7 separate regions of the Mus musculus genome follow, and all the other regions are linked to region 1. The links are chromatin contacts, called in public HiChIP or PLAC-seq maps. All regions are on one chromosome and are shown on one strand. The core of a region is the stretch at or near the end of the contact, and the rest is flanking DNA. Distances in the headings are between cores, read along the strand shown.

Region 1 (3,807 bases), core at 1,220-3,719:
GGTCAGTGTCCTTTACCCACAGTGCCGGAGACCACCCTGGCTTAGATACTGGATATGTTGGAATGTTTGTTCAGACTCTATCAGCTGAGCATCCTGGTAGGAAAAGCTACAGTTTGAAGGGTTCAAACTCCACAGCTGAGTGTCATGTCAGCTCACACAGTTTCTGATTTCAGATTAGGGATGATTAATGTGTGTGTGTGTATGTATATGTATATGTGTGTGTGTGTGTGTGTGTGTGTGTGTATAATGTTCATGGGGGAAAGAGCTTAATGTAAATCAAAGAATGAGAGCCTTATTTTTCAAATGGAAAGGCACACAGACAGCCTGGCTTGAGGTGATGAAGGCAGACATTGATACACTATACACTGACATATACACACAGGGTCCATTGAGGGGGAAAGAAACCTAGCTTCCCAAGGGACCATTAGCAAGAGACACGAAGATGCCCTGGGAAAGAGAAGGGGAGTCTAATGGACGCAGCAGCAGCAACAGCGAGGAACATAAAGAACTCAGTGCTGAGCAAACGTAGAGAGCCAGCTTTGCTTGTGTGACATAGCAACAAGCCTGTCCTCCGAGAAGGTACCGCGCACGCGCGACAAGACACAGTTGCCCTGTAGCACTGAGGTTTATTTGAGGTTTCTTTATTTTCCCCTAAATGACACGTTAATAAATAATGAAAAACATTCAAAATGTTTATAAAAATGTGGCAAACACTGTGCTGACATTGGCTAAAGTCTGATTCTTCAAGCTCATCAGGAAGCAACAGGCTCCTCCCTGGGAGCTCGGGGAGCTCTGAAGCCTCACTTGACCCCTGTCACCCCCTCCCGAGGGTTCTTGTGAGCAGTCGCTGCTAACTACAGATGCCCCTGTAGAGCAAAGGAGCAAGCAGTTTCTCTTCCTTTCTCTGAATTTAGGTCCCCCTGACCAGGGAGGAAACACACACACACACACACACACACACACACAGAGTCACTCCAGCTTTTCTGGCAACAGATGGGTGTTCCTGTTCTGCTGGAAGCATATGTCCTAACACTCCAAACACTGGTGGTGGTACGCTCAGTGTGTAGAAACTGTACTCGTAGTCTTAGTATAGTCACCTGGTCCTTTCATAGGCCTAGTAATGGACACCGCATTCCCTCCTTCCCCACACAGCCTTTGCTAGCAGCCTGGGCTTGGCTTCTCGGAGGAGCCAGCAGTTGATGCTTGTTTTCCAGCCTCCAACTGAGTTCTCTGTAGGGAGGGAGGTTGGTTTTCCTTGGACTCTTCCTTTGTCTTCATTGATGACCAGCGCAGGCTTTCCTCATGGTGTCCTGGACCCTCCTTTTGGGTTTAACCTAATTTGGGGGAATACAATCTTGTTATGTTGCCCAGGCTAGCCTCAGATTACTAGCTCAAGCAATCTCCTACTGGGAAGGCAGATGGAAGCCGTGGGGCCTGGCTTGGATCGCCCTTTGTTTTCTCCATTTTCTCCTTTCACAGAAAGTACAAGGGTTTCCTCAGAGGATTTCCTACTTTGCCTCCAGGGCTGCCTTTCCAAAGATTCCCTGCTCAGAAAATCCTCCCTAGATGTCCTTAACTTTTTACTCTCCCTAAAATTCTGTGATGTGTGTTTTAAAAATAATGCCTTTCTCAGAGTTTACCTTTCACTAGCTAGATTTTCTTTTACCTTTAAGACCATATGTGTACTACATAGTTTGAAATTATCTGGAATTTTCCATTTTTCCTCTCAAAATAACCTCTCCTTGAGGGCTGTCTCCCCAAATCCTCAACCCTGTCTGCTTATGCAGTCATCTCTCAGGTTTAGGCCCGGAAGACTTCTGCCCTCAGGCTACATCCAGCCTGCTGCTGTTTTGGTCAACACTGGGCCTTTTTGTAAGACTGCCACACCCTTGCTTGCATGCTGTCTTTGGCTGCTTTTTGAGTTGGGTTGTGACCAACTTTTTATGACTTGAAGAACCTAAAATATTTATTGTCTGGCTCTTGACTGAAAGTTTTTGTTGGCTCCAGGCCTGCCGGTGCCTATGCACAGCCCCAGCCGCTTGGGAGGCGGCAGCCAAGCCGCTGGCTTGAGCTCAGGAGTTTGGAGAGAGAGAGAGAGAGAGAGAGAGAGAGAGAGAGAGAGAGAGAGAGAGGCTCTGTCTCCTTAAAACAACATCAGCAACAAAAGCTGCAAGGTTGTTGAGCCCTTACTGTCATTTAGTGTCCAAAGTAGATGCTCCTGGAAGGGAAAGGAAGTTCTCTTAATGATTAAACCAGGGCAGCAGGCACACAGCTAAACCAGGATGTCAAGCCAGTCTTTTAAGAGCCCACTAAGGACTGCAAAATAGCCACTGCAGGACATGACCTACGATGTCGTCTGAAGAATGACAGGAGCAGGAATCTGTTGTAAAATGCTGTCCTCTGGGCATGACATGACCATGGCCATTTGAGATCAGAGCAGCTGTGTTTTTCCTGAGCATCTCAGGAGCAGGCCCAGGAAACTCAAGGCCCCTCCCTTAGGATTAATCATTGCCAGGATGAAAATTTTCCTGCTGTCAGGCGGTTGCCCATGCGCCTTTAAGCCTCACTTCTGTAAAGAAATCCAAGTTAAACTTGGCTCACCAAGCTACACTTAAGGAGGACTGCTTGTGGTTTTGGTACCCCGTCTGGGATGAGCTGGTGGCTGTCCGCGTCTGAATGAATGGGCCCTGAAGCAGAATGGGGTCAGCAGACCTGAATTCAAGAGAGTAGACTTTAAGTTCTAACCCAAGCTTCCTTAGGAAACCTTAAGTCCATGGGTTTGCGTTTGTTGAGTTCCGTCCCCACGTGAAGCACATCGCCAAAGGGTGGGATGTGGGAAAGGGACGCTTGACTTTCAAATTCTCAAGAGGCAACAAGGAGACAGAGGCGTGGGAAGTTCTGACCTGTGGCTCTCTGTTGGTTTTCTGGTAGGTTTTCTGTGCCAGTGGGAACCCAAAGGAACCACCCTTCCTTCCCAGCCTGAACCTGTCTGTCCTGCTCCAAAAATTAAACTGTCTCTGTCTTTCCTTCTTTAAAGTGTGACCAGGAAGGATGAGAAGGGAGGGGCCTAGAGTATTGGGACTCTGACGTTTAGGCGCGCACACACACAGGGTTTAAAATAAATCTTTAGCTGGGCATGGTACTGTATGCCTTTAATACCAGCACTGACTACAGAGACAGGGGGATCACTGTGTGTTCAAGGCGCCAGCTTGGTCTGCATAGGAAGATCCAGGCCAGTGAGAGACTCTGTCTCAGTAAATTAAATGAAAAAGAGGGAAGATTGGGGGGGGGGTGGAATGCCACCTTGTTTCTCTGATTCTTATCTCTTAAATAGTGGGGACAGGACATTAAACTTTTCTTAATTACTCAGATACCTTTATTTTAGAGACATGGTTTCTGACTATTTGTTAGTCTTTACTATTGTGAACAGTTTTTAAATGGGTACTGAATTCTTTCTACACACACATAGTCTGTTCTACCTTTGGTTTTCACAGCCACAGAAAGTTGCCTGGGTCTCCTTAGTGTGTTTACTTGGAAGTCTGATTTGTGGCTGCTTAGGCTTCTCAGTGAAGATGTCCTTCCCCGGGTCTGACATCTATTTTACGGTTGAGTTTTACAGAAAAGAAGTTGTGAAGTATTCTCATTGGGTTTTTCTCAGTTGACATCTTTGCCTCATATAAAACATGATGCCTATTAAGAGAGATGACTTTTAATTCTTATGACAAACCCTTTCCCACAAAGTAGGACCATTTTTAAATTCCACTCTGCCCCAGAATTTAGCTTCACACTCCACCCCATGCCCCACGG
Region 2 (3,850 bases), core at 1,147-3,646, 750 kb after region 1:
TTTCCTGAAAGCAGTGAGCTGAAGACCTTTCAGGGAGAGCAGGCTCTTGAGAGATGACCCCTGCCTGCAGCTGCTGCTGCTTCCACCTCTGCTGGGCAGCTGTTGACTTTGCAGGCCGGAAGGGTATCTGTGATCTGCCAGTTATATCCTGAGCACTGTGTAGCCTTTTCTCTTTAGGAAAAATAATACGCAATTGGGACATGATGTCACCAAGTGCTACTCCACTCCACCTCCTAGAATCATTCAACACTGTGGATGGATTTCAACCATCATCTTGCTTATCCTTTCTATGTAAATATAATAGATACTGTCTAGCACCTCAGGGTCAAAGGGCAGAACTCTGGTTATTCTGTGGAGGCTGAAAATAGCAGAACCCCAGCAGGGGCCTCTTGGATGGAATCTTCTCTCCATGAAGAGTGAAGAGTTTTTTACCCTGTGACTCACCAGAACAGCTTTGTTTATTCTTTAAGCTTGCACCTCAAGCGCGCGCGCACACGCGCGCACACACACACACACACACACACACGCAGCCCTCTGGTTTTCCTCCTGACGAGGTTGCATGTCTGTGTGATATCTCTGGCTGGTGTGAAAGTCATGATGTTTTTCCACTCTGCAAAGGTCCTCTTTGTTTGACTAGCCATGAAGACCTCTCCTTTACTTGGTTGTCTGGCTGCCTGCTGTTTGTTGAGCTAGTTTGCATCAACAGTTGCCTAGACACCATGTGAAGACAGGCTTGGGTAAAGACTTTTCCTTTTTTCCCTTCCTTCTTTTCTTCCTTTCTTCCATTCTTTCTTTCTATCACAGGTGCATTCTGATTAAGATTGGTGTTATAAATAGATCACTGTATATATCCTGGCCTTAAGGTACATGGAAGTCAAACCAGAACCCCATACATGGGGTTACCTCCATGTGCCTGTAGTCAACAATCCAGGATGGTCATAGATGACCCAAACCTTCCTCTTCCACAACTTCCCTCCATGGAGACTCTGTGTTGTAAATTGCTGGCCCTTTTTAAAGAACATTAGCAAAACCAACAGAAAAATTTCAGACACCATTATTCATCTGCCAGCTACTCGGAGCTCAGCCAGGCTTGAGTGTGTGTGACGGGAGAAGGTGGGTGCCCCAAGTTGGTCATGATGCGGGAATGTGTTATATGGAGTGGCCATCAATCAGCCCAGTGATACGCAGGTTTTCAGCAGAGCAACACTAGGAGCTAATCCTCTTTTAAAAGCAGTTACAGTGACTTAGAGGGACAAACTCCCTAACCCTGAATTCTGTTACTTCCCAGGAAACAAATCATGATGGAGTCAAGAGACACCAGTGGGCACACCTTCAAAGTTCTTATTAAATGATTCAAGGATTCTTAAACTCCTGGGCAGGGAACTAAATGATTGTGGCCGGACCTGGGGTCAAAGGAGAAAGAGATGCCAGGAAAGGATAGTGTTGGTAAAGTCAGCAAATATTGACTAAGCACCTCCTACTCGCAGAATTTCCCTTATAGGTGGGGTAGGGTCACTGTCAAACAGTCAACAAAGTAGGAGTCAGATAATAAAGTCCAGAACAGATAAATGTTAATTTCAGATAATGACAAGAGCAAATGTGGATGATAAAACGGTTTTGTGACCCCAGGGTAGGCATAGGCACCGACTTCTGGAGCTGGCTTTTGATATGGGCTGCTGGGGGCCTGGGAGGGGTTTGGAATCAACAGCCAGGAGATGGGGAAGGAGGTGCATCATGGAAGAGATAGAAATCCAGACGCAGAGGATGTGCAGGGCTTAGACAACAAACTATGTCCAAGTTTCCCAGATGGTCTTAATTGCCTTTGGGGGGGGGGACGCCTAGCAGGGTATTAGTCACAGAAATGACAATAAGGATATGTAGATTTTCCCTGTAATCGCTTCTTGCTATTTGCAAAATAGCAAGTCCCACAAAGTCATTGAACTATCTAATAGCAGAGGAGAGAAATGTGAAGATTCTCATAAGCCTCTCATGCCAGCATTTTTATCAGCCAGTTGATACATAGTCTTAATAGTGTGTGCATCTGTTTAGGGACACCTCATTCAATGAGTTCTGCTGGCTTGTTTACACTGGACTACGGTCCAGAGCACCATACCTTGTTTGGATGGCACTTATCTAGCCTAAGGATGGTTTCTGTGAGGCACGTCATCATCTCCTTGCTTTGGGGAGCAAAGGCACCTCACAACTGTGCCTGGAGCTGCTTCAAACAGCAGACTGACTCATCGACAGTGCACAGATGTGTAAACACGACACTGAACAGACCCCGCAGAGGACACCGTTTCCGGTGTGAGGATGGAGTCAGGCTGCTGGCACCCGGAGCCTGAGCAGCAGTGACCTCAGTTTTCCGTGCTTTGCACAGACTCGCAAGAGACTCCCACTGGGAGGGGGGGTGGCAAGTAAACCCTAGCAAGCAAATGAGTCACAAATACGGAGTCTGTGGGTAGTACAGTGTGTCCCACTGTCCTCCTGACTGGTGCTACATGGTTGACAGTATGGTAAGTGGCTTGCCATGAATGCAGCTCTATTCACAGAGCCAACTCTTGAAAGCCCGAGGAGGAGGTAGCTGAAAAGGCCGAGGTAGGTAAGAAACAGCCCCATATGTCTTAGGAAGGTTGAGGGCAGTCATTTGCCTTTCACTTAGGAGGGAGCTTCATGTGCTGTGGACTAGCTGCCCAGAAAACAGTGCAGCTATAAGCTGACTGGAATCATACCTGCCTCTACCTAAAATAATTGGCAAGTATTTTGCCCACTGTCCTGGATAGTGAGTCTTGCCCCTTTCTTTGCTCACTATCATTTGGTAAGAATAGATGTACATGAAAATCGTAGCTCATGTTGCCCACTCGACACAGACAGACATGGTTCTCTATGTACTTATTTCAAAATTGTACGTGCTCATGATGTTCATGCTGCACCCATGCCTTCAACATGAAGGATGAATTAATTAGCTGTGAACTCTAACTTTTCACGGAAGGATGGTCTCGTGGGAAAATGTGGTTCTTACACTCAGGGAAATAGATGCTCATTTTCTGTCTCTGCCCCTCTCTGAGCTGCACAATTTTGGGCCCATTGTAGATCTTTTCTGGGCTCACACTTTCTCATTGGTAAACTGACTAACTAATATGTCTGTTGTAAAGATTTATTAAAATAATATATTTAGCCATTTTCCTCGTCATGCTTCCGTGGCTAGGCCTTAGTGGACAGCTAGCTCTTCGGTGGCTTCCTAGATAAAATGAATGAATCATCGTGTAGACAGCGACCTTTGTCTCCCAGCTGCTCTGCCTGGAGAGGATCACTCCCAATCGAACCGTTATCACATCGTCCGTGTACCCTGGCTTCTGCATCAGTAAACACCTTAGCCTGATGTCACTATTGACTTTCTTCCTTTTAAACACAAATGTTCTAGAGTACACACAGAGGAAGATTCCCTTAGATTCTTTTCCCCTCTAATCTTGAGGGAGATGTTGCCAGGTTTTCTGTGTCCCCTGGTGAGTCAGGGGCTCAGGAACACTCACTTGGTATGACAGACAAATATGAAAGGGATGGACAGCTACTGGTCTAGTGTGGTACCTGTCACATCAAGGGAAAAGTACAGTACCAGGAATGGCTTGAACCACAGGATCCCGACCAGTAGCCAAGTCTTGGAGGTACTCGACAAGGGATATAAAGATTCCCCATTTTATGATAATTTCGCAATTACATGATACTATATGGTTCTTTATACCTAATAAGGACATTTTACAGAATTTATACTTGATTTTAAAACTCTATTTATCATACTGTGGATTGGGCCCAGGGCCATGGGTATGCTAGGTAAGTTCTCTGTTACTGAGCT
Region 3 (4,056 bases), core at 1,411-3,910, 550 kb after region 1:
AAAAAGATAACAAACCAAGGCTGGCTGAAGGTTTGTTGGACTCCTGCTGCTGTAGAATCAGGCTGCCCAGTCAAGTTGAACCATAAAAGCAAGGTGTGGGACCATGGAAAATGTAGAGGAAAAGAGAAAGATGGAGTCCAGATGAATAGGCAGTGGCTGGCTGGAAGGTCAAATAGGTGGAATCGGCCATGGGGACAAAGGGGAGCTGAGACTCCTGGGATAGTCAGGAGTCTGTGCTTTGACACACACATCAGGTGGTCAGTGACAGGTTAGCAGGCTGCTGCCATCATAAGGTTAGCTGCTCTCCTCTTTGGCAATCCAGGTGAGGGTCTGCATCCTTTCCTTAGTCTGATGTGTGTGATAAGTTCTTGGACCTAGTTTTTTCTGGCATAAATTTTAATATTTCCCTGTGCTCCCACAGTCCCATATACCATAGGCAATTTATAGAGTGGTGCCCCTTCTATCTTAAAGGATAAGTTATTTATTAGTCTGTATACTATAGGCAGTATAGGACACATGGTGGTGTTTGCATACTTGCCTCTGTATTTGCATCCAAAATGGAGGCTGTCTATCAGTTTTTACAATATCACGGAACAACTCGATCTCAGCACTCTTCTGCAGGTCTCACGTCATCTGACTTTTATTTTCATGTGATTGGAAGCCTTCCTTGTCCCACCTACTACTTTCCAAAAGCAAGAATTAGGGCTGGAGATGTGGCTCAGAGGTTAGAGCATTGCTGCTCTTCCAGAGGACTCTGTTCAAATTCTGGCATCCACATGTTGGCTCACAGTCATCTGTCGCTGCAGTTCCAAGGAATCTGACACCCTCTTCTGGCTTGCTTGGGTACCAGGCACATGTGTGGTACACGTGCGTACATGTATGTGCAGTCAAAACACACATACACAGAAAAGAAAAGAAATAAATCTTAAAAAAAAAATAAAAATAGTGATCCCTAGAGGGCTCTTCATTGCTGGAGAAAGAGGATAGGCAGTCCGGCATTTTGAGTTACACCTGGCTTCTTATCAGATACCCACGTACACACCTCGATGATCTCTATTGTTTACCTGATAAAAATAAAGCTAATACTCTCTGACATCCACAGAACTCTTATCTTCAGCTAGCTTTCCCTGTGGCCAGAGCTTTCCTTTTTGTAATGTGTCTGATCTTTGTGCTTGAAGGGTGTAGGCGAGGCTTTGGGTAGAGGTGGTACTGTGGCCGGGTGGTAGATGAAGGGGCTCAGGGAAGCTCTTCTGTCTGTCAGTGTGGAGAGCTGCTGTGTTACTCGGGTCCGCAGAGTCTCTGCTGTCTCTGTGTGTGAAATCTGACACTGTTCCCCGGGTGTGCATGAGCACTCTTTGTTCACAGCCCCTCCTCCACAGTGAAAAAAAAAAATCCTCCTAGCCCATGATATATAAATCATAAATAGACCTGTATGGTATTATAACTTGGATCTTGCCTCTGTTCCATTTGTTGTGATTTATGTCTGCTCTTCTTTTCCTCTTTATTATCTCCTTAATTGTAATCATTTTTTTTTGTTGTTGTTGTTCAGTTGCTCTGCATTTTATTTTGTTATTTCTCTTAGGAAAGTCTACTTGGCTTTAATAAGGGGAGCATCACTTAACTGAGAACAAATGAGAACATATAGCTTGAGCAGTATCTGATTTGTGAAAGAAATCTGTTGATAGAAGAGGCTCCAAGGTTTTCAGTTTGTAGTTATCATTTTTCTTGACTTGCTGGTTACACTGGGTTAATATTGTATTTAATACTGGATCACACACACACACACACACACACACACACACACACACACACGAAGAGAGAGAGAGAGAGAGAGAGAGAGAGAGAGAGAGAGAATATGACTAAGACTATCTGGAATTTTTGTTTTCCGGGGATTGTAGCTTTGAAACTGGTGACGTGAAGCGATTGCAAAGAGAGCTATAGCTATTTAGGGATGATATTTGGGCCCTGAAAACTCTACTCTGTGCTTTTCCCATGCGCAGGGTAGAATAAATTCACGAAGCTCCTTCACTGTTTCTTCTATAGAAGTGGCCACCATTCAGGGTTTCCTCCGTCCCTTTATAGATGCAAATGATCTGCTCAAATCATCTATACAAAGTGAAAAGGCCTCCTCAAATCCAATCCTTGAAGGAAATCTCCTTGAGAGTTAAATCTCAAACAAAGGAAGAATAGACCAGGGCTTATTTATCTTCTACTTGCTTTGGGGATTCCTAGGCAGATCGTACAGAAGTGAAGAAAAAAAGCTTAGGGCTATACAGTCTTTCCTCTGCTTTTCGTTTCTTCCTCCTCTGTGAAATGCAGTAGACAGGCTCGCCCAGAGGCAAGAGAGCCCAGCGGTTTCTAAACCTGAACTAGAGGGCAAAGCCTAGTAGTACTGTGAAGACCTTTGTTCTCCATTACGAGAAGATTAGAATCCAGAGGAAACTGTGTGAATGTGTGAGCGTAGGCAAATGAATAGTAATTTTTCCTTATGGGAGGCTTAGCAAGCAGGATGTAGAAGGCTTTCCTTTCGGAGATTATGAGAAATCAGACTTGAGAAGGATCTTTTCCCATATTCTGCCTCCTTTTGAGAAGAGGGCGTTTGTTATTCACAGTGCCCGAGCTAAAACAAAGATAGACTTGGGCTCCCCTAGTGGCCTCCCCTGACCTTTGCTCTTGAGAAATCCTCCCTTCCCCCATCAAAGGCAGCTAGCCTGCCAAGCACCAGTATTCTACAAAACCTCTCTTACCTTGTAAAAATGTATGTGTGAAGGGATTCAAACTCTACCTGGTAAAACTTTTGTTTATGCACAAGACCTGCTAAATCCCTGGAACGGATGGATTGGACAGTAGCCCGTCCCTCTCTTCTTTCCTTTGCTTCCTTCCTGCAGCTTTCCAAATTAGCCAATCAGAACTAGTCTGCGAGGTTGACCGCCCAATCGAAGAGAAATAACCAACTGTCGCTGCCGCCTTTCTCTAGGGATGACCATCAGGCTCCCGTGCTGGCCCTGTTCGGGATGTGATGCACTCTCTTTGCAAAAGGAAATCGCCTTGGAGTTACTTCCTCACTATTCATGTGATCCTTCCTGCAACATTGAGATTATTCTTTTCCAACACTCAGTCTTTCAGACTTTTAAAGTCAGATGAGGAGCCTTCTGGTCAGCGATGATGGAAATAGTGGTGTTCCTCCAGTTAGAGTGGAGAAAGAGAAGAGAAAAACTCTAAGAAACTGCCACGAGCAAATGAAGGAATTTGTGTACTGGGGTTGTCGTTATACTCATGATAAAATACTTCAGTAGACACATTTATGTCCTTAGGTCAGAGGACAGTTCTGTGCACTCAGTTCTTTCTTCTCTTTAAGTAAATTGCTGGCCTAAAAATGTTATTAAAAGCAACAATGGAGCAAAAAAGACTGGAAACAAATAAACATTTTGGAGAATATCATTCCCCAAATTGAGAAACAACGGAGGTTTTGCTTGTGAATCACTGGATATATCTATCCACGATCTTGCTCAGTATCATAACAATTTGCACATGCTTATATAATTTGAGCATGTTTTCATGTTACTGAGCATGCTTTTTCTAGAACCGATAATGCGACTGATAATATCGCCTCAGAACGGCTGGCATCCTGGTCGAGGATTACCAAACTCAATTTCTTCTTCCCTTCCTCTCCTTCCTCCTTTTCTGCTTATGCAGAAGATTAAAGCAAGGTGAAGGGGCCTGGGGCTGGGACAGGGGTGGGACCTGGTGCTGGGGCTGGGACAGGGTGGATCAGGGCCGGAACTAGGGGTCGGGGGTAGGACTTATAAAATACTAACATGTGTGAAAAACACATGATTATTAAATCAGCTTTGTCAATGAATTATATACAAATATACCATGGTCCTCCTACTAGATTTTTTTTTAATGGAGTAATAGGAAATTGAGTTTTGCATCATATCATGTGTGACATTTCTCTCTTCCCACATGCTTATGTAATGCTAGCATTCCTCAAGGATCCCAGATAAGAACAGTTTCATCAGGAATCTCTTATTTACAGATTTCTTTGCAAAAGAT
Region 4 (3,829 bases), core at 1,287-3,786, 530 kb after region 1:
CATTGGAGGGAGATGCAACTTCATGCAGGTGACCCAGTCTACAGCTGGGGCCCTGGGTCAATCAATATAACTCCCTGCAGTGGCAGGTTTAAGGGTACATTAATAGGGCACTACAGAGAATGAGCAGGACACTAAACAGATGATGACCACTCCGTCAACAAAGGGACCTCAGAACCTCCCTTATTCTGAAGCAACAAGGGATTTTCCTTTCTCCGTCTTGTGTTCCATGGAGGAAACCAGCGCTTCGCCTTTGTGCTGCTTGCCCTCTTTCTTTTGGCTGCATGCTCTTTTCCATGTCCAGCAGTTTCTTGTTTCCCCAAGTAACATTTCAGGTTTGCTGACCGTACGATTTCATATAGATGGACCTGGAACACCTTTTCCTCTTGCTTCTCAGGTGTGATAGTGACTTAAAGATCCATCTTCGCTACTGTGCATGTCTCCACCTCCCCCCCCCCCCCACCTCCTGCCCCCATGAGGATTTCATTGTATGACTGTACCACAATTCACCGATTATACTTCTGCCTAGTGAGGGAGGTCATGAAGACAGTAAAAACACACAGTGCACCCAGGACCCCCATGCAACACTCAGAGGCAGCCTCAGAGCCCCTGTGTTTCTAGGGAGAACTGGTCCAAGGCAAAGGATGCTGACAAGCTCACCAAGTATATGTACACAGCTTGTGCACTCCAATCTGTTCCTGTCCCTGGCCTCCCCATCCACCACACTGTCTTAGGTATAGCTCAGCTGAGTCTACATCAGTTTCCAGCAGGCAAGCCTTTGGCTTTTATATTTCAGACTCCACGGAACAAGCTACTAATCCTTTTACCCCTGTAGGAAGTGACTGCTTGCAGATCCTTTGCCCATATGAGGTGTGAGGGGAGGCTACCTCACTGCAAGAGACTGGATCCCTGTTCTCACTTCTCCTACTGTGGGTCAACACTTGACCCTGTATGTTTTCCATTTTCCACCAGCTTGAATCTTCCGCTGGTCCCTTCCCTGTACGTTTCTTACCTGGCTTCTTACTATGGTTCATGACATGTGAGTTCTTTTTCCTGGGTAGGGCCCCAACAACTAAGTAAAGAGCTCCAAAATAAACATCCCGGTGCAGAAGTACACAGTGTCCTCTGGGGAGGAGTGTCCAGACGGCAACCTCGGGCACTGAGCAAGTCTCGGATGTTTATTCGTTCACTTACTTATTTACTCTAGTCATTAAATATAAAGGGCTAATCGTGATTAAGATGGCCAATTCATATTTAAATAATAGAAAAATAACTGTGTGTGGTGGCGCATACCTAAAATCCCAACACCTTGAAGGCTAAGGCCACTCAAGGCCAACCTAGGCTAGATAGTATAGTGAGTTTTAGGCCAGGCAGGGCTACACAGCAAGACCTCACCTCAGACAACAAAACAAAACAAACAAAAGTAGAAAAACAATTTAATTTCCTTTCTTTAAAAATCATAAAGACAAAAGAGAAAGTTGTAGAACCCTAACACTTTCCTGGCGTGGTGCCACATGCTATAGTCCCAGCTGCTCAGAGAGCTCAGAGGGCAGGAGGGTGGCTTGACCCTGAGTTTGAGACCATGAAGGGCGGCATAATGAGATGTTGTGTTTAAATCAGTGATTCTCAACCTTCCCGATGCTGAGACCCTTTAAAAGAGTTCCTCATGTTATGGTAATCCCTGGCCATAGAATTATTTTCCTTGCTATTTCATAACCATAATTTTGCTATTGTTGTGAATTGCAATGTAAAGATCTGATATGTTACCTCCGCAAAGGGTCTCAACCCACAGGTTGAGAACTGTTGATCTAAATGAGTTCTGTCTGGACCTAGTTCCTCATCTCCAAGCTCTCTTCCAGTTTAAACCTTGTGATTGAGAATGTGATTGTCATTCTTGGTGGTCATCTTGACAGGATTTAGAATCACCATGGGAACAAATGTCTGGCCATGTCTACAAGGCGTTTTCCAGACATGGTTAATTAAGGTAGAAAGGCTACCTGAAGTGTGGACTGGGTTCCCGGTGAATAAAAGGGAGAAAAGAAGATGAACAGCAGTGTTCGTCCCCCTCTGCTTCCTGACTGTGGATGCAACATGACCAGCTGCCTCCTGCCACCATGAAGGACTGTGTCCTGTTGAACTGGGAGCCTCCCCCCCTCTTAAGTTGCTTCTTGCCAGGTGTTACAACACAAGTAACTGAGCAATATAGATGGAAGTAACTAATACTAACCCTTCCTTCCTCTGCCTTATTAATATACTTTAACAATTTATTTTTTCTTTTCTTAGTTTTAAAATTCATAACATATGTGCTCCCTGGGTGTAGACTGCATTCTTTATTCATGAGTGGGCAGCTGAGTAAACATAATTACATTCCAGGAATCCCAGGAATTGGACGGAGGTCACACCAGTTTGCAGGCAACAGGCCTGGGCAGTTCCGTGGTGTGGTAGAAGATTTGCAGGCACACACCAGGCACTGGGTATGACTGTGGGCGTGAGACAGCTTGTCATGAAGTGGATGGAACGTGATGGGTATGATCAATACGTGGCACAAAGCTGGGGAGGATAGATGAAGAGACACTATGTCCTAGGACAGGTAGGGAGGACCTTTCAGTCCAGCAGCGCAGCTCACTGGCGTCTCTCTGCTCTCCCCGCCCCTCCCTTGTACTTCTGGATGATTTCCTTTAGTCTTTGGTTACCCTGCTCCACTACTATAAATAAGGAACTGAGTGGTTAAGCTAGCAGAGTATCTCCTCCCCCACTTCTCCTTTTTCATCTCAGTGTCCAAAGCTGAGCTTTAATCAAAGGCAGATGTGTAGAGGGAAACACCGACAAAGAAAACAAACATTCGGTTCCTGTGTTTTAGTCAGACTTAGCATTTCGGTGACAAAGTCCTGTAGAAAATAGCTCGGTGGAGAGAGGGTTTATTTTGACTCTTGGTTTCAGACGCTCAAGAGACAGGCAGAGAAGCATAAGAACAGAAGAGGTGTAGTGTGGTGTGGTGTGGTGTGTGTGTGTGTGTGTGTGTGTGTGTGTGTGTGTGTGTGTGTGTATTTTGGCAGAAGAGGCCTCTCACCTTATGAAAGGGAAGAGACTCAGCTTCCACAAACATGTCCCAGTGATCCACTCCGAACAACTGAGTCCTCTGAAAGGTCATCATCATTGATGTCGTCAAATCATGAACCACTAATAAACCTATCCATCAACTAGCTCAGAGCTGTCACGACTCAAACACTCCTCCAGAAACTTGAAAAAGAATTCTTCCTTTTTCTCCTCTCCTCTCCTCTCCTCTCCTCTCCTCTCCTCTCTCTGTCTCTGTCTGTCTCTCTCTCTCTCTCCCTCTCTCTTTCTTGTGTGCTCAAACTAACTACATCCCCAGGCAAAGTTTCTTTTCAGGTTTCATTATTTGATGACATCTCGTATCTAAAACCTTTCCTACAAATTGTCCTTTCTCATTGGTTGAGGTATCCAGCTACGGCAGGGGGCTTGCCTTGTCTAATATTCATGTCCTAACTTGTCAACTAGAATGTGACTTGTTTAACATTCATGTTTTAACTTGCCAACCAGGAAGTCAGTTACCCATGTACATGTCTCTTTCTGCTAAGTAGAACATCAGTTCCCACTTTACTCAACCCCTATTCAAAATGGAAGTCTTATTCCAAACACTTTCTTGAGGTTCTACGTTTCTTCCTGCCACTGGGGTATGGGAACACCGCTGGGCAGCTGAAATGCCTAGACACTAGACTGCATTTACCTTATGCCCACTGTCAGGCGCTAGGCTGGAGGGAAGCACCGATACACCACTTAGGGGCATGGGAAAACAGCCTAGAATGTGAGA
Region 5 (4,081 bases), core at 979-3,478, 650 kb after region 1:
AGCTTATCAGAACTCCATTGATCAATATTAAAATTCTGAACTTTGAAATGACAATAGCATGTGAAGGGAATATGAAACATTCCCCCCCCTTTTTAACCTTAAGTAATTTCTTACAGCTCTATAGTTTTCATTTATATACCTTAAAACATCTTCTTAGACCCTCCAACATTTATAACTTGCATTTATCCACTTTAAACATCTTTCATCTGAAGCATTTTTTATTTCTAAATCATCACCATCCAGGTTCTTTAAATCCTCTAACTTTCATTACTTGCATTTATCAATATCAAGCATTTTCCATAAACATTTTTCTTAGGCCTTAACCTGCTGAGTTGGATCATAACTGGCTGCTCTGAATGTTGAGTCCTGCTTCATGCTGGCTCCTCAACCTTCCCTGCATCCTGCTGCTGCTGTCTAGACCACCCTCCCACAGGGGTCAGGGGATGTGACCAGCAGCTGTTGGGCACACCTCCACCACGGTGGTCCACAATGACCCAGCTTATGGACTTCACTTCTCTTTTCTTCATCATAGAATCCCCAGATGGGGTTGCATCCCTGAAACCCATATCTCTCTCTCAGGTCTAGGGTTCAAGCTATCTCTAATCAAAGTTCAAAGACTAACGCTATCTACAGACACTACCTAGCCCATGCACAGCATAATAATTTTGAGGTCTTTCTCTGATGTTCTTCCAAGTTATAGTGATGGTTTATATATGCTTGACCCAGGGAGTGGCACTATTAGGAGGTGTGGCCTTGTAGAGTAGGTGTGTCACTATAGGCATGGGCTTAAAACCTTTATCCTAACTGCCTGGAAGCCAGTCTCCTCATAGTAGCCTTTATATGAAGATATAGAACTGTCAGCTCTGCCTGCACCATGACTGCCTGGATGCTGCCATGCTTGTGCCTTGATGATAATGGACTGAACCTCTGAACCTGTAAGCCAGCCCCAATTAAATGTTGTCCTTATAAGAGTTGCTTTGATTATGGTGTCTGTTCACAGCAGTAAAACCCTAACTAAAACAGTTACTAAATTTATTGTTTCCTCAAGAAACCAAGAACAAACTTTTTCTACAAAATCTAAAATATTATGTAATTGTTGTTACCCTTCTTTAGCAAAGCATATTAAGCTTTTGCACAAAAAGCATACGGTTATTCCCATTTTTCTTTCCTCCTCCTCCTCCTCCTCCTCCTCCTCCTCCTCCTCCTCCTCCTCTTTTTTCATGGTATCCTTCACTTTGTCTCCCATAGCTGAGCCTCCCACTGGACACCATTCTACTGGAGCCTGCTGGTCAGTCACTGAGAAAACCACAACTTGGAAGTGAGAATGATTATTAAAAACACAGAAAGAAGATACAAGAGACAGATATGGGAGGGCTACTGGCCAACACTGTGCCAGCAATGAGTGTATTTTATCGGTGACTTTTAAAGGCAAGCAACACAAAGCATGACAAATTTCAGGAAGTTAAACAATGACCACAGATACTTATGTGGTGAGTTATCTATGTTTGACTAAGTTGACTTAAGGCCATTTCCTTCAATCTAGGACATTCTCTCAAGGACCCATGTGTCAGTGGAGGAACTTGGAAGGGTATAATGCACATCTTAATTCAAAACAAAGACAAATGTATATTAGTATAGAATGAGAGGAGAGGGTACTGTCATGGTGTTTCCTGTGATAGTGACATTAATGTTTGTCCCATATTGTGGCAGCTTTCTGTGTACACATGCAAAGATTGCTACTGCCAGGGACTGAAGTCCTCAGGGAAGATCAGACACCAGTGCCAGGGATGCTTTGCCTCCTTCCCTGGATAAGCTATGAGTGATGGTCAAATGTGAGTATGGCAATAGCACTGTTCCCTCCTTCCTGTCCTAGGCTGGGGGCTCAAGTCCTGGGCAGATACACCTGTGTGGCATCATTCCAAGTCCTCTCTCCCTGGTAAGGGGAGGAGTTTTCTGAATCTGTTTTCTTTAGTGGTCAGTACTATTGCTATGAGACTTCTGATAACTGCTGCTTTTAGTTCTTCTTAGGATGCGCTGTCCTCAGGCAGAACACGTCATGTCTCTCACTACATTTAGTCTTCCTATCTCATAAGGATCCCAATGAAGAAGTGCTGCACATGAGTGAGTTATTCAGGTCATGTTCTTCCCAGAAAACAGTCCAAACCTTAGCAGACACATGTGCTCACTGTGAATCACAGCCCTCTTGCTGGGCTCTGAGTTGTCCTCAGACTAAGAAACTATTGATATTAGGACAGGGGTTTACCCTGTGAGGTCACAGAGGCCTCATCTCAGTTAACTCTGAGAATAACAAGGGGAATCCAGTGCTCAGTCATCTATCAACTCTCTACAAAACTGTTCCAAGCATCCTTGGACACACTTAGATTTGAAGAAGTAGCTGGAAGTGTTTCTCAGAGAGCTTCCTGAGAATCACCCATATTTATCTCTTGGTAGGCCTCCATCTTTTCAAAAGTCACTTTGTCCTTGAGAGGAGGAAACAGTGGACATGGCGGCTTCCTCAACTCAAATGTCTGAACCGCATCCCCTGCCTCATTGTCTCAGATTCTCTGTTGTGAGCTTGGTGTATTGTTGCCCCTCAGTCTGCAGGGTGCCATCTTCTGCCCCCTGTATCTAAATGTAACCACACACTGTTTCTGCTTCACCTCTGTGCACCATTAATATTTTAGCTTGTGTTAATTTGCAGGCTATTAGCTGAGTGCTTGCCTACAATGTCAGTGACACTTGGTTTTGAATGGAACAGTGCACAATTACATAGATAAATAGTGAATAAACATGTACAGGGTTGCTGATCACAATACATCACATTGCAGGCAGAGCCCAGCTTGTGAGGTGCAGATATCCTGGGAACACCTGCTTTTACTTGTCCCAGCCTCAGTGAGCCTTTCACCTGAATAAGTGTGACAGTGAATGAGCAGGTTTTCCAGACATATTCAAAGCCTTCTGTCCTCATGTGCCCGTAGTGGGCTTATACACAGTGTTGGTCTGGGTTTGTTATTTCTGCTTTGACCTGAGACTCTTTGTGAAGTCCATGCTTTCCATGTGCTGGAGCTGCAAGCTCTCAACCACCAAGTTTCCATTCTTCCTCATGATGGGATGGCAGATCTAAAACATGGCTGACACCCATCGCTTGTGATTGCTGGGCACCCATACCTGTCGGCCACTGTGCACTCTCTGTAGTGACCCAGAATGCTGTAAAGTTCAGTGGTTATTTGTGAAAAACTTTAAACCTTTAGCTGAATTATCCGAGCTCTGTCCTTGGAGACAATTCCTGGCCTGAGGATGTTTTATGGGAGTCACACTGTATGTGTTTGCATTCGTACATGAATATATGAATAACATGACTTATGAACATGTGTATCCTGTGTCATTTGGAGACTGTGAGTAGTCAAAGTGTCTGATGGAAGGACCAGCTTTTATAGTTGGAGGTGTAGCCACTGTCATGTCCTGAGCCTGATCATGTTGTGTCCAGCATAGGCTCATTTTGGCTCTAGTTGGCTGTCCACTGTGAAACACAAAACATCACCCTCTTTTTGGGGTGAAAAGACAAATTCTGGCCACCCCTGATTAATGAGAGCCTAAAGTGGAATTAATTCTTCAAGCCACTTGCACTAGCATCAAAGGGTTCAGTGATGTGTTAATTCTATGGGGGAAACTCATACATGTGGTTGAAGTTCAATGATGCCCCATGAGTTTACTTCACAATAACAGGAACATTTATATAGCCTTTCAACCTGCCTGATCTCTCCTAGGGCCCATAGCTTCAAGTCTCTGACAGTAGAAGTAGTGTGAGCCAAGCTGCCTATTGGTTCCTGGTGGGGATTCAGATCAGCCACTGCCCTTTCTGTTCTCATATAGAACCAAAATACTGTTTTAGAAACTTTGTCTTCTAATAGAAGCCGTGGTACCCTGCACATCTGCACTAAAACTGACACATGACACAGCATGATCATCAGGACAGTGAACAGGAATAATGGAAACATCACTAGAGGGGAAACACAACAGAAGCACAAGTCACTGTTATTCATGTGTAGACCATGGTCAGTAGTTGCTGAAACCATCACTG
Region 6 (3,916 bases), core at 63-2,562, 770 kb after region 1:
TGGTGGCGCATGGTGTAGCGGTCCGTAAGTGCAGTGACTTCAGAGCCAAAGCCACAGTAAAGTTGCTCAGTGCAACCCTGCATGAACTCTGCCAGAAGCCCCTCTGATACAGCGCAGGTTTGATTTTGAATTACTTTCTGTCCGTTGTGTGTCCAGAAGCCCTTTCCTGTGACCTGACTCCATGATTCCCACACTCAGTTGTGTGACTTACAGCCGAAGAGTCTGCCAAAGCATACCCCAAGGTGGACGTTTACTTTGTCTTTTATTTCAGTGTTTCTCCAAAGAAGAAACGTGATCGTGACGAGCCTGGAGCATTAAGAGAGAACTTGATATCTCTATCCTCTGAGGTTGTGTAAAAATAGGGTTGGAAAGTCTATAAAATATCAGCCAGCTAAACAGAAGTGGTGTATAATGCATTTGTGCCAAGATAATTTATTTAGGCTGGATTAAGAGACTAACTGAGTGGCTCTGAAGAGAAGGCTCAGTGGTGAAGGGTGCCTACTGCTCTAGAAGAGGTTCAGAGTCTGGTTCCTAGCATTTGTATCAGGTGTCTCGCAACCACTTGTAAATTCCAGCTCCGTGGGATCAGGCACCCTCTTCTGGCCTCAATGGGTACTGCATTCATGTCTACATACCTACTCCCCTAATACATACATAGACAAACAATTTTAAAAGTAGTAACAAAAATAAATTTAAAAATCTGTCTGTAGCCGGGCGTGGTGACCCACGCCTTTAATCCCAGCACTTGGGAGACAGAGGCAGGCGGATTTCTGAGTTCGAGGCCAGCTTGGTCTACAAAGTGAGTTCTAGGACAGCCAGGGCTACACAGAGAAACCCTGTCTCGAAAAAACAAACAAACAAAAAAATCTGTCTGTATAAAATTAAACAAATAGTCTGTCTTTACTGTTGCTGTTCCAGGTCTATAGACCATTGGGGCTTCTTCAGATTACAGGAGCTGGAGATAACTGGGTGGGCTCAGTACTGACTTATGAAGCTGCTTTCCCAGTTACAAATGAAGGCAAGTCCTCAGGGAGTAAGCTGTGGCCGTTGAGAAGTCACACGGGGTGCATGAGACAAGTTGTGGGAGGAAAAGGACTGTGGGATGGGATGGCTGGGAAGCGGGGTTGGAGCCATGAGGGAGGCATCGGTTGGTGAGTCAAAGGAGACACTCGTGGCTGGACGCTGAGGCTTAGAGGGCACAGACAGAGCTGGCCACGGAGAGCCAGGAAGCTGAGCTACGTAGATGGCACAGAAAGGGTGGTTTCTGAAACGAGTAGAGAGATAGGCAGCAGGATTCACACAGGGTTGTGTGTGTGTGTGGTGGTGGGGGGTAAGGGTGACTCATAGGTGACTTAGGTTTCTGCTCTGTAGCCTTTAGAGGGATATTGGTGTTGACGTGTTCTCAGGAAGTGAAATCCAGAAAAGAAAAAGGCACCGAGATGAGGTAAAAAGGTAATCACATTTCCTGTGAGCTGGTGTCAAGAGCATCAGCGTGCGTCATCGCAGAGGGGGTAAAAAGGGTGCCGCTCTCCTCATCTGCTTCCATGCTGGGCTCTCCGTGGCTGGGTGTTGGGGTAGGACAGGCAGGGGAACACGGGTGAAAATGATAACATTGCTTCCCTTAAAACAGTCAAATAGGGACCCCATTGCAATCAAGAATAGTCTAAAACAGCAAAGTTGACAGCCATCTATCGAGCAAAGCCACTTAGATTATTCAGCTCTCTGTCCCTGATGAAGAAACACAAACTGCATGCGACAGTTTCATGTACATCTGTGTACCGAATCAGTCTTTCCAAATCAGTGTTGTTCCATGGATATGTATGTGGTTCATGCTCTACATACCATACTCTGCAGGAGAAATTGTGAGTTTAAAAAGCAATCTTGACCCCGGATCAAGTCCATCATGGCTCTCTAAAGTCATGTTATGAGTCTGGGCTCTGTCCAATTTATGAATGACTTGACCCTGGGTGAGCTGTATCCGTCTTTGGTCTGACCTTCCAGATCTTTAAAATGAAAATATAATACTTACCCACTGCGTGGCTGGAGGGATTCTCTGAGTTCACATTTATCGAGCACTTAGAGCAGTGCCTGCCACTTCACAAGTGCCGAGGAAGTATCAGCTATTATTGTCCTTGTTCTTCTGTGGACTGCTCCATAATTAAGTACATAATTTACCAAGTGCCCGTGATAGGGATGACAGGAGCCAAGGAGAGAGCTTCTATATATCCAGGCATGGAAAGAACACAGAGAGACAGAGATTGTGTTGGTCTCAGAGGTCCATCCAGTACAGGCTGGGTGTCTGCCAAAGACTAAGGACTATGGGTTGGTCTTAAACAATGTTTCTTCATATCAGAAACACCTGTTTGGCGGTCTATAGTATAGGAGTGATCTAATTTTACTTTTTTCTATGCGTACATATGGGCTCAAAAAATAACATTTATTAAAATGTATACATCTAGGCCAGACCTGTTTTGAACCATTGCTTCCTTGGAAAGCAATGTGTGCAGGTGACAGTGAACCTGGGATATGGGACTCATTTCTATGGTGTGAAGAATCTTTTTCTATGAATCCCAGCTGTACACTTTTGGGTGAGTCTTTTTAATCTTGTAGTTGTTTGTTTTTCAAATGGGAGTAATGGTTGTATTAACCTCTGTGGTTATGCTTAGGACTAAGTTATCATTTCCAAAGTACTTAGAACAGTACCCAGCCCATAGCAAACACTGATGGTGCTGCTGAGTTTACTATTCATATCAGGGCACCATGGGCAGACAGGTCGCCGGCTCCCACGCAGTGGGCCCTATTTTCACTATTATGACCATGTTCCACAGAATTCTTGTCCCACAGCCTCCTGCCTTCCAGAACTCAGTCTTGGAACTGTTAAAGGATATTATTGTTCCTTTTTTATTAGTCTAGGTGTTGTGCCTCCAGGCACATACCACTTGGGTATCTGGTACCTGTGGAGGCCCGGATCCTCCTGGAACTGGAGTTACAGATGGTTGTGGGCTGTCATGTGGGTACCGAACTGTGGTCTTCTGGGAGAATAGTGTTCTTAACCACCAAGCCATCTCTCTAGGCAAGAAGATTTTTATGTGGAAAAAGTAAGATCTGTCAATTCTTTAATACGTGTTCAAAGAGCAAACAAAATGAAGGTTTAGAGGAGGCATAAGAAACTAAGATGCTTTCTTCAATGTATACATGCTATTTGGATGATAATGTGGATACTTTGAATGATATATTGGGTAATATATCACATACTATTATATACAGGTAGGATACAGGTAGGACTTTTTGTCACATAGATGATATTTGTAACCAAGTGATTTCTCTTAACAATGAATGCTTACTCCTGTGCTGTGTGTATGTGTGTAGTGTACATGTGATCCCGCACATGCGTGTGCATGTGTTTATAAAATACAAGACTGCGTCCAGGTTTGATCTTTTCCCACTGTGGTTGCCTGGCTGTGCGTATGGAAATCATCGAGGCTGTATTACGGATGCTTTAAGCAGATCCGTGCCTTTGTGCTCCAAGGCCACCTGATATTTCAGTCTATTCAGCGTCTGCAGTGTTAACCGTGGTTCCATTCTGAGCTCAGGTATGCAGGACTTGCTCCCTGTCGTCACGAGACGGTGGCTTCTTCTCATCTTTGCTGATAGCCAAAGGGTGTTGCTGAGAAGATGCAGCTTTGGAATTTGACCTTTGAGGGGGAGCTGTGCAAATACATTCTGATGCTACAGGGGGTGCGTTATCTCCCAGCACGCACACGATTAAAATTAGGCAAGGGCGTCTTTCATTTGGAATAAAACTTAAAAGGGACATAGATACAATCCAGAAGAACACTTTTTCATTTAAAGTCCAAATTGCAGAATTTATAAAAGTTAGAAATTATAGTATCTCAAGCACTTAGTTCTCCTGTCT
Region 7 (4,127 bases), core at 603-3,102, 680 kb after region 1:
TACCAGAGATAGACCTACTCATGTTTCTGCATGTGGGGATTGATCTAGGTTTTCAAATATGTAGGCACAGACTAGTCATAATAGCCTTCCTTCCTCCCTCCCCCTCCCCTCCTCCTCCCTTCCCTCCCGCTTTCCCTCCTTTCCCCTTCCCTTTCCTTTCCATTTTCCTTCCCTCCCATTTATCTTTCTCTTCTGTTCTTTCCTCCCTCTATTCTTCCCTCAGTCCTTCTGTCTGTCCCCTCCCTCCTTTCTTTTCTTCCTTGCAGTTCTGAAAACCAAACTCAGGGCTTTTCACATACTGTGTAAGTTCTCTACCACTGAGATACACTCAGTTTCTCTCTGTCTCTCTGTCTCTTTCTCAGTGTGTGTGTGTGCACACATGTGCCCATGTACATGGGAGGCAGAGTCTTTCTCTCTGGCCTGGAGTTCATCAACAGACTGGGAATCCCAGGACCTGCTTGCTTCTGCCTGCCCACTGTTGGGATAAGAGGCATTCACAACCCTGTGCCATCCTTCTTTGTGTTCTGGGCTCTGACTCAAGCCACCATGCTTGCATGCATGCACTTTACCAACAGAGCCATCTCTCCAGCCCTGGTTTTTAGTTTCTTAAAGTGAAACCTTAGATTGATTTTTGTCATCTTTCATATTTTCTTTGCATATATTTTGATGCTATATTTTCTTACTGTTGCTTTTACTGTATCCCCCATTTTTAAAAATAGGGTTTTTTTGTTTTGTTTTGTTTTGGTTTGGTTTGGTTTTTTGGTTTGGTTGTTTGGTTGGCTAGTTGGTTTTTTTATTGTTTTTGCTGCCATTGTTGCTTGAGACAGGGTGTCATTTAGATTAACCTTGAATTTATTATGTAGCTGAGACTGTCCTTGAATTTTTTTGTGTTTTTTGTTTGTTTGTTTTTGAGACAAGTTGTCTCTGTGTAACAGCCCTTGCTATTCTGGATATTCTAGAGCATGCTTTGTAGACCAGGCTGGCCTTGAACTCACAGAGATCCACCTGCATCTGCCTCCCAAGTGCTGGGATCACAGGCTTGTTCTGCTACCACCTGGCCTGTCCTTCAACTCTTGATTCTTCTACCTCCATCTCCTGAGTGCTGAGACTACAAGGAACCTACTGCAGAAGGCAGTTTCTCTGAGTAAAGCAGACAGCAGCACTAATCTATACACATAAATACAATTGTGCAGAAGACATCTGATGAGCACATCATATCCATTTAGGGAGGGAAAAGGACGCCTATACTATGGTCTCCGACCTTCTCAACCATGGACTTTTGACCAGGTTTATAGTACCAGATGCAGAGTGGACCCCAAACCTCTTAATAGCGTTCTCACGCCCGGCCAGGAAAGACGCAACAAACCAAAATCTTCTGCGGCAAAACTTTATTGCTTACATCTTTGGGAGCCAGGAGGGCAAGCGCCCAGCGCCCAGCCCCAAAAACGAAAGCCCCTTCAATTACATCTTTAGGAGCCAGAGCTCCGGCGCGCGCGCTCTATTGTTTACATCTTTAGGCAGCGAGCGAGCGCAGGGCGCGCAGAGCCAGAGAGATGCCAGCGAGAGAGAATGGCGGAAACCCCGTCCCCTTTTTTAGGAGAGTTATATTTCGCCTAGGACGCATCACTCCCTGATTGGCTGCAGCCCATGGCCGAGCTGACGTTCACGGGAAAGGTAGAGTACAAGTAGTCATAAAATACCCTTGGCTCATGCGCAGATTATTTGTTTACCACTTAGAACACAGGATGTCAGCGCCATCTTGTGACGGCGAATGTGGGGGCGGCTCCCAACACAAACCCAATCTGAAAGCAAGTGTATACCTCTTTAACTGTGAAGCCACTACTGTTCCACTGAACACATCTTGAGTGGCTGGTCATCATTGCTGCACACAGGCTCCATCTACAGTTGAGTAAGACCATTGACGACGCTTTCCTCTTGCAGTGGGTTCAGCTTTGTCTAGCATAGTTAGGGCTCTCCAGCAGGGAGGAGACTTCCAGCCCAGTTCTAGCTTAATTTCTCCATGCCCTGTCACCAGAACATTTGATGTCTTCAGGGATAAGGTCTTGCCAACAGCAGTTTTGGTTGCCCACCAGAACTAGAAGGGAACCAGCCCTCAGTTGTTGGGATACTTTTTGTTCTTGTTTTATTTGTTCCTTGAGAAGGTCTTGGTATATAGCTTTGGCTATCCTTGGCCTTAAACTGATTCTCCTGGCTCAACCTGCTCAGTACTAGGAAGGACTATGGGCAAGTATTACTATGCCCAGTTTGTATTAAGCAAATGTTGGTGAGTTATAGTTACCTCTCTTGTGACATCATTGACTCACATTTACTTAGAATTATGCCCTTTAATCTCAAGTATTTTATGGAGTTTCTCAGTTTTCCATTATTGTTTTCTAGTTTATTCCCATTTCCATTTGTGAGCTTTGTATAATTTTTATTTAAGTGCAGAAGTGCAGGCCTTTAATCCTAGCACTAAGGACACAGGTGAATAGATCTCTGAGTCTGAGGTTAGCCTATCTACATTCCAGGTTTCACACAAGCCACAGCCATGAAGTATGAGACCCTGTTTCAATTTTTTTTACTTATTTTTATCTGTGAGTGTTTATATATGAGTGTCTGCCTGAATGTTTCTACGTATGTATACCACATGCATGCCTGATGCCCACAAAGGCCAGAAGAGAATGTCAGAACTAGAACTGGAACTAGAGTTACAAGTGGTTGTGAGCCACTGTGTGGGTGCTGGAAAACTAGGCTAGAAAAAGCAGCCTCATGGTGGCATCTCTCCAGCCCTATTTAGGATATTTGAAGTGTGTTTGTGTGGTCCAGGGTATGAATTACAATGCTGATTGTTTTGGATGAGCTTGAAATAAATCTTTATTGTTGGATGTCATACTCTATAGGTACCAGTTGCATCCAGTTGGTTGACAGTGTTATTCAGTTCAACTGTGTCTTTCACAATTTTCTACCTACTGAACCTGCCAATTACTAGTAGAATGGGGTTGGGATTTTCAACGATAATAGTAGAGTCTACTATTGCAGTTTCTGCAGCCCAGTTAACAGGTTTTGGTCTGTAGGCCATTGGACAGTGACTCAGAGCTAGGACAGATCTGTGTCACCCCTGACCCCCTTAGGTGAGCTGGAAATGCTAGAGAAGAAGAATTCAGATGGTCTTCTTATCTCCGTGATGGGACCTATAGTCCATGCAATGGAGACAGTTTCTGAAGTTGTTTGTGGACACACCGAGTTAACAATAGGACCTCTCATTTAAAATGGACAATCTGTTTTTCAGAAGTATCAGAGGATGTCCTCCCATTCTCATCATGAAAACTTGGCAAGTTCAAGGTTAAAAAAAAAAAAAAAGTGTGTGTGGGGGGGTGTAATTCCCCGAGACGGTGCAGCCTGTGAGATGATGTATTCTCAGATGTCTTAGTGTTGAGACTCAACCAAGGACACCTCAAATATAGTGCTATGGCACAGAGAGCTCTTGAACTCCTGTACCGTGAGGGCATCAGGGTCACCTCCCATCAAGGTCTCGTACAAAGTGAGACATAGAAGCCAGAGTTCTCCCAAAGCAGTGGCAGACATAGAAACCACCCTATCATTGCAATCCTCCTCTCTTCTGTATGAGCAGGGATGCACAGTAGACCAAAGACCTTCATTCTCCTCTCCTATAACCAGGAGGAAGGATCTTCCTTCATTTCTTCACAGGAGCCTGTTTAAGCACATCACTCCCTTCACGCCCAGTCTCATCTCCACATGGCTCCCCATCTTCACTGAGTCTAAGCAGAGCTTTAAACACATCTGCCCTCATGTAAACCTCTGATCAAATGAAGTATGTTTCTCTTGTTGTGGTGGTATCAGGCTTGTGAGTGGAGAGGTGAGGTGAGGAGAGGAGGGGGAGGGGAGGGGAGGGAAGGGAAGGGGAGAGAAGGAGAGAAGAGGAGAGGGGACTGCAGAGAAGAGGAGTATGGAGGAGAGAATGGCAGAGGAGAGGAGGCAAGTAGAGAGCAGAGGAGAGGAAAGGAGGGGAGAAGATAGGAGGGGAGAAGTCAGAAGAAGAAAGGAAGGAAGGGGACAGAAGAGGAGAGATCGAGAGAAGAGAGGAGGGGAGGGGAATGAAGGTAGAG

The links. HiChIP or PLAC-seq counts read pairs in DNA pulled down with a chosen protein or histone mark.
Region 2: a FOXA1 HiChIP or PLAC-seq map of pancreatic cancer cells shows a contact between it and region 1. The contact joins two enhancer-like sites. A contact is called at or near these places in 4 of 115 datasets of contacts at active chromatin or transcription factors (embryonic stem cells, extraembryonic endoderm stem cells, pancreatic cancer cells and 1 more).
Region 3: an H3K27ac HiChIP or PLAC-seq map of extraembryonic endoderm stem cells shows a contact between it and region 1. The contact joins two enhancer-like sites. A contact is called at or near these places in 2 of 15 datasets of contacts at CTCF or cohesin (large pre-B cells and pro-B cells), 6 of 484 Hi-C or Micro-C datasets (B cells, the C10 cell line, the N1E-115 cell line and 2 more) and 4 of 115 datasets of contacts at active chromatin or transcription factors (embryonic stem cells, extraembryonic endoderm stem cells, large pre-B cells and 1 more).
Region 4: a contact with region 1 is called in a FOXA1 HiChIP or PLAC-seq map of pancreatic cancer cells. The contact joins two enhancer-like sites. A contact is called at or near these places in 1 of 15 datasets of contacts at CTCF or cohesin (the NIH/3T3 cell line) and 4 of 115 datasets of contacts at active chromatin or transcription factors (extraembryonic endoderm stem cells, large pre-B cells, pancreatic cancer cells and 1 more).
Region 5: a contact with region 1 is called in an HNF4G HiChIP or PLAC-seq map of pancreatic cancer cells. The contact joins two enhancer-like sites. A contact is called at or near these places in 1 of 15 datasets of contacts at CTCF or cohesin (pro-B cells), 2 of 115 datasets of contacts at active chromatin or transcription factors (extraembryonic endoderm stem cells and pancreatic cancer cells) and 1 of 9 other capture datasets (embryonic stem cells).
Region 6: a contact with region 1 is called in an HNF4G HiChIP or PLAC-seq map of pancreatic cancer cells. The contact joins two enhancer-like sites. A contact is called at or near these places in 2 of 115 datasets of contacts at active chromatin or transcription factors (extraembryonic endoderm stem cells and pancreatic cancer cells) and 1 of 9 other capture datasets (embryonic stem cells).
Region 7: a contact with region 1 is called in a FOXA1 HiChIP or PLAC-seq map of pancreatic cancer cells. The contact joins two enhancer-like sites. A contact is called at or near these places in 2 of 15 datasets of contacts at CTCF or cohesin (large pre-B cells and pro-B cells), 19 of 484 Hi-C or Micro-C datasets (B cells, the HL-1 cell line, the MC3T3-E1 cell line and 10 more), 4 of 115 datasets of contacts at active chromatin or transcription factors (embryonic stem cells, extraembryonic endoderm stem cells, large pre-B cells and 1 more) and 1 of 9 other capture datasets (embryonic stem cells).

The regions. Positions count from the first base shown.
Region 1 is chr6:38,142,948-38,146,754 of GRCm38.p6, reverse strand. The region is part of intron 15 of D630045J12Rik (RIKEN cDNA D630045J12 gene); the gene reads left to right. Gm52858 (a long non-coding RNA gene) reads right to left here. Exons shown (of 3, transcript XR_003956278.1): 2 at 3,480-3,807; 3 at 594-1,334. Among named protein-coding and RNA genes, the nearest start is that of Gm52858, 4.8 kb to the right of the region's middle. Within about 2 kb of position 2,469, at least 101 of the 459 cell types and tissues checked have an H3K27ac peak or open chromatin away from gene starts, as enhancers often do. A contact at or near this core is called in the NIH/3T3 cell line, embryonic fibroblasts, embryonic stem cells and 3 more, where this site is marked.
Region 2 is chr6:37,397,642-37,401,491 of GRCm38.p6, reverse strand. The region is part of intron 1 of Creb3l2 (cAMP responsive element binding protein 3-like 2); the gene reads left to right. Among named protein-coding and RNA genes, the nearest start is that of Gm33275, 18 kb to the left of the region's middle. Within about 2 kb of position 2,396, at least 85 of the 459 cell types and tissues checked have an H3K27ac peak or open chromatin away from gene starts, as enhancers often do. A contact at or near this core is called in extraembryonic endoderm stem cells, pancreatic cancer cells and trophoblast stem cells, where this site is marked.
Region 3 is chr6:37,591,170-37,595,225 of GRCm38.p6, reverse strand. No RefSeq gene overlaps it. Among named protein-coding and RNA genes, the nearest start is that of Gm33429, 62 kb to the right of the region's middle. Within about 2 kb of position 2,660, at least 120 of the 459 cell types and tissues checked have an H3K27ac peak or open chromatin away from gene starts, as enhancers often do. A contact at or near this core is called in embryonic stem cells, extraembryonic endoderm stem cells and trophoblast stem cells, where this site is marked.
Region 4 is chr6:37,616,453-37,620,281 of GRCm38.p6, reverse strand. No RefSeq gene overlaps it. Among named protein-coding and RNA genes, the nearest start is that of Gm33429, 87 kb to the right of the region's middle. Within about 2 kb of position 2,536, at least 204 of the 459 cell types and tissues checked have an H3K27ac peak or open chromatin away from gene starts, as enhancers often do. A contact at or near this core is called in the NIH/3T3 cell line, pancreatic cancer cells and trophoblast stem cells, where this site is marked.
Region 5 is chr6:37,492,573-37,496,653 of GRCm38.p6, reverse strand. No RefSeq gene overlaps it. Among named protein-coding and RNA genes, the nearest start is that of Akr1d1, 36 kb to the left of the region's middle. Within about 2 kb of position 2,228, at least 9 of the 459 cell types and tissues checked have an H3K27ac peak or open chromatin away from gene starts, as enhancers often do. A contact at or near this core is called in pancreatic cancer cells, where this site is marked.
Region 6 is chr6:37,368,212-37,372,127 of GRCm38.p6, reverse strand. The region is part of intron 2 of Creb3l2 (cAMP responsive element binding protein 3-like 2); the gene reads left to right. Among named protein-coding and RNA genes, the nearest start is that of Gm33275, 48 kb to the left of the region's middle. Within about 2 kb of position 1,312, at least 38 of the 459 cell types and tissues checked have an H3K27ac peak or open chromatin away from gene starts, as enhancers often do. A contact at or near this core is called in pancreatic cancer cells, where this site is marked.
Region 7 is chr6:37,461,811-37,465,937 of GRCm38.p6, reverse strand. No RefSeq gene overlaps it. Among named protein-coding and RNA genes, the nearest start is that of Gm33318, 21 kb to the right of the region's middle. Within about 2 kb of position 1,852, at least 160 of the 459 cell types and tissues checked have an H3K27ac peak or open chromatin away from gene starts, as enhancers often do. A contact at or near this core is called in embryonic fibroblasts and pancreatic cancer cells, where this site is marked.